Regions from separate parts of the Mus musculus genome. Here all the other regions are linked to region 3. The links are chromatin contacts, called in public HiChIP or PLAC-seq and promoter capture Hi-C maps. All regions are on one chromosome and are shown on one strand. Each heading gives the region's core, a stretch centred on a gene start, on an enhancer-like site or on the middle of the called end of the contact. The rest is flanking DNA. Distances are from core to core; before and after follow the strand shown. Region 1 overlaps Eng (endoglin). Region 2 holds the start of Eng (endoglin). Region 3 holds the start of St6galnac6 (ST6 (alpha-N-acetyl-neuraminyl-2,3-beta-galactosyl-1,3)-N-acetylgalactosaminide alpha-2,6-sialyltransferase 6).

Region 1 (3,500 bases), core at 212-2,711, 59 kb before region 3:
CCATGGAGGCCAGAAGACTCCAGCCCCTTTATCTTAGTAGTGTGTGTAGTGCATGTGCGTACGCACGGACTCACTTGCCTGTGTGTGCACACGTAGAGGCCAGAGATCCAGTCTGGATATTTTTCTCTGCCATTTTCCATTTTAGTTTTTGAGGCAGGGTTTCTTACTGTCTCTCTGTTCAGACACACCAGAAGAGGGCATCGGATCCCATTACAGAAGGCTGTGAGCCACCATGTGATTGCTGGGAATTGAACTCAGGACCTCTGGAAGAGCAGTCAGTGCTCTTAACCGCTGAGCCATCTCTCCAGCCCCCTAGGTTATTATTCTTAAATAAGTATCCTCACAGTAACTTATAGTATAATGAAAAAATGCATTTCAGACATGTGGAAATACTACCACCAATAATAATAATAATAATAATAATAATAATAATAATAATAATTTACAGTGTTATGGAGCAAACCCAGTCTTGTGCATGCTTAACAAACATCCTACCATTCAGCTGTCTCTCCAGCCCACATAATGTTTACTAATGGGTTTACATTTTAATTTCATAAGTATCTTGTTTTATTAATCTTAAAAATTATACATTTTAAGATGGCTGAAGTGGTATATAACTTTGACCCAATCACTTGGGAGGCAGAGGCAGGTAAATCTCTGTACGTTCAAGGATAGCCTGATCTACATAGTGAGTTCTGGGATAGCTACATATATCCAAAAAAAAAAAGACTCTGTCTCCGAAAATATATTCACATGCAACATATCACCCTGATTGATTTCTGTGTACCAGTAGCTTGAACACCACAGGTTGGTTACACAGCTATGTGTCTATATTTTCTTAGACAGAGTCTCTCCCTGAACCTAAAACTTCTCATTTCAGTTAGACTGCACACTTCAAATCAGTGGGTTTTACCTCAGTAAAGCAATTGTGTGCCTGTAATGTGTTATGGTCCAATGGAATTCATGCTATGCTCTGTGCTGAGCGCACAGCAAGTGCAGGCTGACTAAAGCAGGCACAGGGATTTCTCAGCTCCCAGGCTCTAGAATGGAAGTCACCCAAAGAGAGTGTGGAGCCCACAGTCCGGGACCAGCACTTGAGTGGAGCGTACGGCACTTGGCTGCCCAGTAGTAGATCCTTTTCTCTGTCCCCCCAAACAGACTGCTACCAGCTCCACCCAGAGAGCAAATAGATGGAGTCAGTTATCTGGCAGACTATGCCAGGAGACTCGCGCAGACAGGGAGATGAGGCAATGTCACTCTGGGAGGACACCACAGGTTGACACAGCTGGAACTATGAGGAGGATTTGGAAAGTGCCCTGGACATGAACCCTGCAGCTACTTTACCGTAGCTCTGATCCCTTGGTGCCTCCCTTTACTCATCTGTGAAATGGGGGCAGGAAAGGGTTGGAAACCAAGACCAGGAGGGGCCCTGGATAGAGGAAGTGAAGAAAAGAAATCGGAGGGCAGGGCACGGTCATGCCGCAGGGGGTGGGGTGGGGGGTGGGGGTGTTGGGGGCTGTACCACGGGTCAAGAGGCTGTGGCTTCAGGACACTTGTGACAAGTTTCAGCAATTCTTCCCGAATTCATAAGGCAAATTCCCACTCCATTGTCACCAGGGTCTTATGTACAGAGGAAGGGGCTGAGAGAAACTGAGGCCCCAGAGTGAGCAGTGTGAGACACGGGGAGACTGGAAAGCAGAGCTTCTGGGGGCTCTGTGCTCCCAGGCCTAACTGATGACGACCAGTTACCAGAATCACTCAGCCAGGGTTTCCACAGTAAACACTTCCCTTCCCCTCCACCCTGAGTCACTACGCCAGCCATTTGCACGCATGCATGCTGATTTCCCTCTTTCGTCCCCTGAGGGGCTGCCCGTCTTCAGCATGGGCTCCTGGGCATCTGGAGGCCCAGCAAGGATGACGTATGTGCCAGTTCCTTGACCCCAGGCCTGCCAGCACGGGCCTGTGTGACTCCTTCCCTGAGTGGGTGGGTGGGAGACCAGTTGCTATTTTGGTACCAGCTGTCCCTTAGATGCCATTGTTAGCCCAGTGGTTGGTGTCGGGAAAGGGGGATTTCGGTGAAGAGGCCCTGAGTATTAGTAGCCACTTATAGAAAGCCGTTTCCAGCAATTCTTCTAGGAGTGGAGCCTTGGGTCTGCCTGCAGCCCCCACCCTCCCAGGGCCAGCCCAGAGGAGGCCCAAGTCGGCCTCAGCAGACTGTGATGGTGCACACAGGAAGAGTGTCGCAGGCAAAGAGTTCAGAGCCAGACAGACCTGAATTAAACGTGGCTCTGTGAGTCTGGACGTTCTGTCTTCCTCTCTGGGCCTGATCTGGAGCAGGAGCTAGACAACCTACCTGCTCACGTACGTGTGAAGATGCAGGGATCCGGCCTCATAGCTGGTTTTACGATGCCTAGCTCAGCCCCTCTGGGTCCACTGATAGATTCTACTAATGCAGATAAAATTCTTTATTTTTATTTTAAGAGATGGCACCTTGCCCTGCACTCAAGTGATTCTCCTGCTTCAACTTCCCATAGAACTGGGAAGCAGGAATGTGACACTGCTGTTGACCCCAATATTTTAACTTAATAAAATAATAATAATTGTTTTTGAGACAGGGTTTCTCTATGTAGCCCTAAAGGGATGTGCCACCACCCCATTTTGAGATAGAATCTCATTGTGTGCAAGTTTGGCCTTAAACTCAACATCTTCAGTCTTTGGATATTGGGGTCACAGGTATGTGCCATCATGACTGATTTCTGAATGAAATGTTTTCAGTATGTGTGTATGTGAGTGTGTATGGTGTGTGTGTGTGTGTGTGTGTGTGTGTGTGGTGTGTGTAGTGTGTGTATGTGTGTGTTTATGGTGGGTGTAGTGTGTGTATGTGTATGTGTGTGGTGTATATAGTGTGTCTGTATGCGGTGTGTGTATAGTGTGTATGTGTATGTGTGCACGAATGTGCCAGAATAGGGAGTCAGGTCCCCGGCTCACAGCCACCTAACATGGGTGCTAGGAATCAAACTGGAATTCTTACAAAACCAGAATGTGCTCTTGAGGGCTGCCCCATCTCTCCAAGCCCAAGTCTGATTTTTTTTTTTCTTTTTTGAAACCAGGTCTTACTGGGTAACTATGGCTGGCCTAGAACTCACTATGTAGACATAGCTGGCCTCAAGTTTCTGTTTCCCAATTGCTGGGACTGAAGAGATATACCACCATGTCTAGTCTGAAACCTTTAAAATGTTTAAATATATTTAAACACAATGTGTTTGAGCTACATACAGTGGCACATGCCTGTGAGTCTGGCCCTCAGGAGGCACAAGAACTCCTGCAAGTTCAATGACACAGACTAACGGGCTGGATAAATAACAAGAACAAGCTATATGCGCTCTCCGAGAAGCATACTTAGTCAACAAAGATACCCCAAAACTTCATCTCCAAGCATGGAAAACAAACTGCCAAGCCAATGGAAATTTATTCTTATGCTAAACAAAGTCAACTTCAAA
Region 2 (3,386 bases), core at 229-2,728, 40 kb before region 3:
TGGAAGGTTAGAGCCTTCATTTTCTCTTCTGGGAAATGGGGTAATTGGGGCAGCCATCTTGCAGGGTCATGTGTGGTCAGAATAAGGGTTCTGAGGGGCCACAGGCCTTGAGTCAAATCCCTGATAAGTCACTCAGTGTTTCTGAGACTCAATTTCCGGTTAACCCGCGATGACAGATTTCCCATCAATTGTGGACTTTGAGTGCCAGGATGGCCCCATCATTTCCCATACTCTTTCTTCCAGGCTGCCCACCCCAACCCTTGAACATGCCCCTGAATCTGCAGGTTGGTAGGCGGGGATCCTCAGGGAGGTGGCTGGGGACCAGGCCCTGCTGTGACCCTTCGTGAGTAGGACTGGGGTCCAGGCTCCTCACCGACCCTCCTCAGATCACTTTCAATAGTCACCCTGGCTGAGAAGATCCACAGAGTCCCTAATGGAGCCTGTACCCTTCTCAGAAAGGCAAATGGAGAAGGCCAGAGCATGTGCCCTTGGGGGGTTCCGGGAGCGGGCAAAGCCCGGGAATGCTGGGAGAACTTGAAGCTAGTGAAACAGAAACTCTTCGGACAAATGATCTCATCACCAGTCTTTGCTCTAAGCATCCTCTGGCACGGAGGCCTCAAGGCTCATACAAGAAAACAAGGAGGTCAAAGTTGGACCCAGAGCCTAAATTTACTTCTGCATCCTCCTTCCTAAACTTCCTCAAATGGGAAACTCAAGGCTCAGAGATGGGAGGGAATACTCTCAGTGATGCATAGCAGTGTAGCTCCTGGCCTTCTTGATAGCTGAACACAGCAGGAAGGATAACAGGAAGGTGCCAACGCTAACTTAAATAGCTTATCCCACTTCTCCCCAGACGTCTAATGCTTAAGTTTGGCATCCTATGAAACATTTTACTCCCACTGAACCAAAATAGTTGGTGATCCCATTTCTACCTCCTAATACATTGGGGGTGGCTTCATCAGCTAGTAGCTTGGGACATGGGAATAAGACCTGTAACACCCAGGGTCTAGCCTGGGCTTGTTCCCACCCAGGGGCGCTGGACACTTACTTGTGGGTACAAAGCTATAGATGACAAACAGCAGGGTAATGGGCAGAGGGAGCACGCCACGGTCCATGCTGTCCACCCGGGAGTCTGTGCGCTGGGCCTTATCCGGTATCCAGAGGTAAGGCTGCGGGCGGGCGCCGGGGCCTGCGTGGGTTCGCGCGGGGATCCGAAGGGAGCAGGCGGCCGGAGCGACCACGTCCCTGCTCCAGCCTTCTGAGGTGGCGGCGGAGAAGTCAGGAGAAGTGGGCTCGAGACTCACAGCAGGGCAGGAGTCTCTAGCTGACTGGGTGGTGGGAAAGAGTCACTGGGCTCTTTCGGGCAGCAGCTGTCGGCGGTCCTGGCCTGGGGACGGGACACAGATGAAGGCAGGGGTCTGACTGTCAGGGCAGGGAGCTCAGCTCATCCAGCCCGGCCCAGAGAGGCAGGAAATGCGCTTCCTTAGAGAAGGGGCCGGGCCAGGCTGCCTGCCAGGCGAGTAGAGGAAGTGCCACAGGCTTTGTCGCTGGGTGGGGGGCCCTGGGATGGGGAGGTAGGGTGATGGGAGGGCCCAGGCAACAGACCTCCCCCATGCACCCCACCCTCCACCTACCCTTGCCAAGGCTGGCTGGTGAGGACACATCTGGCAACCTTATAGGGGACAAGGTCTGGTTGAAGTCCCTGTAGCTCGGGTTCCATTCTACAGATGAGAAAACAAACTGGGACAGCCTTCTGGGAAGATGGAACTTGGGATTCTAGCTGGTCCCCGCCAGCATCAACACAGACTTTCAGAAGCATCGCCCTTGGTTGCACCCTTTGTATTATAGACAGGGAAACTGAAGCCCAACATGAAGAAGATGCGTTCCCAGGTTAACATAGTAGAACAGCTGAGACTGTTCCCATGGAGATGGTCAGGGCCCACACAGTCCCAAAGGCAAGGGAAACACAGCTGACTTTGGTGGCACCCACCTATAATTTTTGCCCCCTGCAGGCCATGGCAGAAGGGATTCGCTGACTTGCAGATCAGCCTGGGCTGATACATAGGGACACTATGTATCCAAAGAGGGACAGGCACAAACTTTCATGGCATTTCTGAAGTCTGATAGCCCTGGGTCTGGGCCTGCCTTATTTATTTCCAAGTAACTCCCTAATCTCTGTTGTTGTTTGTAACGCAGGGCCCAGCTGGGTCCTCTTCACAGCCAGGCTCTTGGGAGATCCCTGAGGGCCAGATGCTAGCCTGCTACAACACTGAACCCTGGGCCAGGTCTGCAGGAGCCGGTTCTCAATCCAGCTCCCTTCCTCAGCCAAGGCAACAATCCCAGAAAGACCCCTGCTCATTCTGCAAACAGTGAACACATACTGTGTCCCCACTGTGCTGCTGGGTAGCATTTAGGGTCAAGCCCAGGGAAGCTTGAAGAAGAAACCTGAGCTGCCCAGAGAGGTGTCAGGGACTGGGGGAGTCCAGATGCAGCAAGCAAAGAACCAAGCATAGGCTAAAGCTGTAAGTGGTATTTGCATCATCCCGGGGCAATAGTAAGGATGTGGGGAGGTTAAGATGCCTATCTCTGCCCACTCCAACATAAGGGGCAGTGGGAGTCATCTCTCTTGAGAAGGCTGAGAAGCAGAACCTCTGAAAGGAGACGTTGACCTGGCGTTTCAGGCCTGGCTTCTAGGTGCCCTCCAGTCTTTGTGCCTCAGTGACCAGGCAAGGTCAGCAGTTTGTCTCTGTGGGGGGCTGACATGAGGCAGGGAGGGTGGGTGTGGTTCCTAAGGCAGCCTGGAGGAAGGTCAGCCTGCTCTCACCCAGGCAAGCATGGGAGACATCGCCTCACCAGGCCTCTTGGGGGTGGCAGGCTCTGCCCTTTTCCTTCAGCCATGGAGATAGCAGGTAGATACCAGAACTCTAGAGGGCAAGATGGGATGGTGGTAGCATGGCTGTGAGCTTCTCCCTTCATGCCCTAACAGAATCTGTTTTGGGGTTTTGGGAGCAGTCAGCCCTGGGACTAAGTGCCACACCAGGGCCCACCCTGGGCGTTCACCTTATCAGTCTCAAGTCACCATTGACAAGAGGCCTGCGCCTTAGGCTTTGTTTTACACAGGTGGAGGGAGACCAGCTTGACAGGGAACACCCAGAGTGGACACCTCAGGGCCTGATCTCAACCCGGGCCCCATGCCGGCCACTCCACCTGAGCTGAGTGGATAGAAGAGTCAGCTGACACAAAGACAAAACATCAGGGCGAGATGACAGGCAGGGGATCCTCTGGGACCCCAGGACAAAGTCCTTGTGTTCCAGGCCCTTCTAGCTGTGTTCTGCCTCTCCAGTTGTCTTAACCTTTCCACACCCTGTGTCCCAGGGTGATCTAAG
Region 3 (3,736 bases), core at 440-2,939:
CTCCAGGAATAGCTAGAAACCTCCAGGCTAGAGTGCCACACACACCGCTCCTGATTGGCCAGGCCTGGCTCCTCCCATTGCCAAGCACGACCCCACCCCGTGGCAGCTCCCACTACCATCCCCAGGCTTCATGGTTCCCCTGTGCCATCCCAGTATCTTCAGTCAGAGACCCCAGACTTCTGTCTGTCCCCAGCGGGCAGTTCAGGAAACAGGCTTAATGGAAGGGAGGCGTGGCTTGTCCGTGGACTCAAACCGTTAGGTCAGAAGACAGGAGGCCAGAATCCTAGAGTCGCCCCCATTAACCCTGACACCTCCAGCATTCAAAGCTCCCCTGGGTCTGGCCACAGCTCCCAGACAGACCACCGTCTTACTACCCTGTCTTGCGCATGCCCCGTGCTCCAGACACTTGGAGCACTCCAGGTCCCAGGCCCACGCCCCACTTTCCCACCTTTGCCTGAGCAGTGCCCTCAGCCAGGACTACGGTTCCCCCGGTCAGGCCCGTCACGGTCCTGCTCTGAGAACGCCATGGTCAGAACAGCGTATCAGGTGCCAGTGCGAATGTCGGGTCCACACTTACTGGCTGGGGGGCCTCGAGCAAGCCATGTGACCTCTCTGAGCCTCAGTTTCCTCATCTGTGAAATGGGAATAAGAACTGGTAACTCCTGGGGCGACTGGAAAGATGCATGCATTTGTGAAAAGGAGAGCCGAAGGCTTGAAAGTACTATATCAGAAATCCTAAGCCTTCGGGTTACTCCGTTCAATGCCCGCCCCTGCACAAGCCTGTCCCAGAAACAATCCTCCCCCTCTTGACCCCAAGCCGGGGACTTCCCTTATATTACGAAACATGCTCCGGAGCTACGCAAAGCATCGCCTGCCTACACACTTTTCAAGGCAACGCCTGGTAGGTGCTCTTGCTCCCCATTTCACAGATGAGGAGACTGAGGGATCAGAGAGGCAACGCGCCTCGCAGGGAGCAGGAGCAAGCGGGGGAGGGGGGAATCTTGTAGTGTTTGTTTACAGGGCGGAGCCTGAAAGGGTCTCCCGGGAGGGTCCCCTTGTAGCCTGTGCGTGCGCCAGACATCTAGTTCGGCTCGGAGTGGCCAGGCCTGGTGGGGAGCTGCTGACTCCGCTGGGGAGGTGGCAGCCCAGAAGCCTAGACTCAGCTCCAAGGCTGGACCTGCGGAGGCTGAGCTCTGGGCTGAGGGTGAGGGCCGCACCCTGAGCTCGCTCTGGGGCTTCTCCAGGTGACGGGAGCAGGGTACCCCCGAGTGCCTCGTGAGAGGCTCAGCCCCGCTCCCCATCTTCTGCCGCTGCACCCTAGGGTCAAGCATCCTATCCTGACCCCGGCTCTGCAGGGGAGGGGTGCGGGGCCGCGGCAGGGTCGCCCCATCTCCAACACGAGAGGCCCAAAGAATCCCGCTAGATCTCGGGGTGCAGTTAGCAAGCAGAGTGGGTCTCGGGGAGCCCTGGGGCTCCCCCCTTATCAGCGGCTCCCCACTGCCGAGGCGCAAGCACAAGCCCCCTCCCGCTCTGCTGCCCGCCCCCGCGCAGCACCGGCTCACCTCCGCCGGGGAGCGCCCGGCCCCCCGCGGCCCCCGCACCCCGTCACATGGCGCCGGGAGCCGAGAACCGGGGTCCGCGCCGCTCTGGCCGCCCAGGCCCCGCCGCAGCTCCAGCCCGCCGGGTCCTAGCGCCGGCGCTCGCAGTCCCGTTAGGGCCGAGCGAGAGGGCGGAGCCTCAGGCTGCGGATGGCCCCGCCCCAGGGAGGTGCCAGAGAGGAGAGACGCTCTCCCACAGCACCCTCGTGCCCCGCGCCCCATCCCAAATCTCATCCATTTCTCTCTCTCCAAATGGACACCAGGACCTCGGATGGGGAATCCGAAACGCGGAGATCACTGGGTTCGAACTCTGGTTATTAATTACCTGGACTCCCCCTCGTAGAGACCCAGTAACCATCCCCTAGGCAGCTTGGTACTTCATCTCCTTATCTCCGGAAAATGGAGAGAGCAACGTTTGAAAACGTAGCTTTTGATGGGCCTGGTAGCTTAGAGGCCTGCACCCTACTTAGGAGATAGAAGAGGGCGGAAGACTGTTGCAAGTTCAAGGCCAGCCTGATAGACATAGTGAGTACCGGGCCGGCCAGGGGTACATGGAGAGATCTTGGCTCAACTCTCTTCATCCTACCCTCAAATATTCGTTGCACTATTTTATGTGACTAAAAGGAAGCAATCTGGACCCAACCAACTGGATGGCTCAGCAGTTACAAATACTGGCAACTCTTCTAGAGGACCTGGGGTCCACTCCCAGCACAGTCCTAGGAGGATCTGTCGCCCTCTTCTGGCATCCATGGGTACTGCACATATATGTGGTACACAGACATGTGGAAGCAAAACATCCATACACATAAAATAAAATGAAAAATTAAAGAAAAATGCAACCTGAGGGCTAGGGAGATAGTCAATATGTCAGACTCGATGCCGTGTTCTGCTTCTGTCTTTCGAAACAGGGTTTCTTGGTGTAGCCCTGGCTGTCCTGAAACTTGCTCTCTAGACCAAGCTGGCATTGAACTCACAGAGATCCCTCTGCCTCCCCAAGTGGTGGGATTAAAGCCGTGTGCTACCCCCGCCCAGCGACGTCACGTGTTTGTAATCCCCATTCTGGGGGTGGGAAGAACAGGAGACCCCTCCAGCTAGCTTACCCTTTCTGGGCCTCCCAGGTCAAGGAAAGAACATTGGAGGCTGACCTTTGGCCTCCAGACATCCAGGGATGTGCATGTATGGACACAGGGATGTGCATATGTAGCCTGTTAGAAAGCTGGTTACATAAACAAAGACTGCCTACCCATAGTGTTCTAAGAGGCTGGGAACGAGGGTTAACGTGCATGCCTGAGAGGGTGATGGGGAGATTTAGGAAGAGAAAGCATGTTTAAAGAGTTCTGTTTTGTAATTACTTAGGAAAACATCATAGTAAAACTTTCCATTCCCCACCCTAGGTACCTATTAGGTCCTGCAGATGTACACAGTGAAGGTCACAGCTGGACAGTTTGAAACACAAGAGTAGAAATAGTCCAGATATCTACTAACAGGAGAATGGAAAGTTTGTTTGTTTGGTTTGATTTGGTTTTCTTTCTTTCTTTCTTTCTTTCTTTCTTTCTTTCTTTCTTTCTTTCTTTTTTTTCTTCGAGATAGGGTTTCTCTGTGTAGCCCTGGCTGTCCTGGATCTCTCTCTGTAGACCAAGCTGGCCTTGAACTCAGAAATCCGCCTGCCTCTGCCTCCCAAGTGATTGATTTGGTTTTCAAGACAAAGGTTCTTCTGGGTAGCCTTAGCTGTCTTGGGACTCGATTTGTAGACCTGGCTGGCCTTAAACTCAGATCCACCTCTGCTGTGCTGGGATTAAAGGCATTTGTCATCACCACCTGGCAAGGGTTTTTGTTTTTGTTTTTTGTTTGTTTGTTTTTCGAGACAGGGTTTCTCTGTGTAGCCCTGGCTGTTCTGGAACTCACTCTGCAGACCAGGCTAGCCTTGAACTCAGAAATTCACCGGCCTCTGCCTCCCAAGTGCTGGGATTAAAGGTGTGTGCCACCATGCCCGGCTTGTTTTTGTTTTTTTAAGGAATATTTACACTGTGGACTATTACACGGCAGGGGCAATGATAAGCTATAGGAACGCTGGTGAATCTTGGAGACCCAAGGAGTGAAAATAACAAATGTAGCCTGGCAGAGGCACGCCTGTGATC

Evidence for each region. HiChIP or PLAC-seq counts read pairs in DNA pulled down with a chosen protein or histone mark. Capture Hi-C pulls out chosen DNA fragments and counts their contacts.
Region 1: an H3K27ac HiChIP or PLAC-seq map of microglia shows a contact between it and region 3, with 6 times the contacts expected there. The contact joins the enhancer-like site here to the promoter of St6galnac6 in region 3. A contact is called at or near these places in 4 of 39 promoter capture datasets (the C10 cell line, the HPC-7 cell line, the SN4741 cell line and 1 more), 1 of 15 datasets of contacts at CTCF or cohesin (the NIH/3T3 cell line), 6 of 484 Hi-C or Micro-C datasets (bone marrow-derived macrophages, cerebral cortex, embryonic stem cells and 3 more), 8 of 115 datasets of contacts at active chromatin or transcription factors (the 230-238 cell line, the HPC-7 cell line, the SCID.adh cell line and 3 more) and 3 of 9 other capture datasets (adipose tissue, liver and pancreatic islet).
Region 2: a contact with region 3 is called in a promoter capture Hi-C map of adipose tissue. The contact joins the promoter of Eng here to the promoter of St6galnac6 in region 3. A contact is called at or near these places in 6 of 39 promoter capture datasets (the 3T3-L1 cell line, the C10 cell line, the HPC-7 cell line and 3 more), 2 of 15 datasets of contacts at CTCF or cohesin (CD8 T cells and the NIH/3T3 cell line), 7 of 484 Hi-C or Micro-C datasets (bone marrow-derived macrophages, embryonic stem cells, erythroid progenitors and 4 more), 10 of 115 datasets of contacts at active chromatin or transcription factors (the 230-238 cell line, the HPC-7 cell line, the SCID.adh cell line and 5 more) and 4 of 9 other capture datasets (adipose tissue, liver, macrophages and 1 more).

Annotation. Positions count from the first base shown.
Region 1 is chr2:32,663,877-32,667,376 of GRCm38.p6, reverse strand. All of the region lies in intron 2 of Eng (endoglin), which reads right to left. Among named protein-coding and RNA genes, the nearest start is that of Mir1954, 13 kb to the right of the region's middle. Within about 2 kb of position 1,461, at least 9 of the 459 cell types and tissues checked have an H3K27ac peak or open chromatin away from gene starts, as enhancers often do. A contact at or near this core is called in microglia, where this site is marked.
Region 2 is chr2:32,644,687-32,648,072 of GRCm38.p6, reverse strand. Eng (endoglin) reads right to left here and starts at 1,478. Exons shown (of 15, transcript NM_007932.2): 1 at 1,049-1,478. The coding sequence starts at 1,115.
Region 3 is chr2:32,604,938-32,608,673 of GRCm38.p6, reverse strand. St6galnac6 (ST6 (alpha-N-acetyl-neuraminyl-2,3-beta-galactosyl-1,3)-N-acetylgalactosaminide alpha-2,6-sialyltransferase 6) reads right to left here and starts at 1,689. Exons shown (of 7, transcript NM_016973.3): 1 at 1,563-1,689; 2 at 578-632. The coding sequence starts at 603. Gm52551 (a long non-coding RNA gene) reads left to right here and starts at 773. Exons shown (of 2, transcript XR_003954025.1): 1 at 773-901.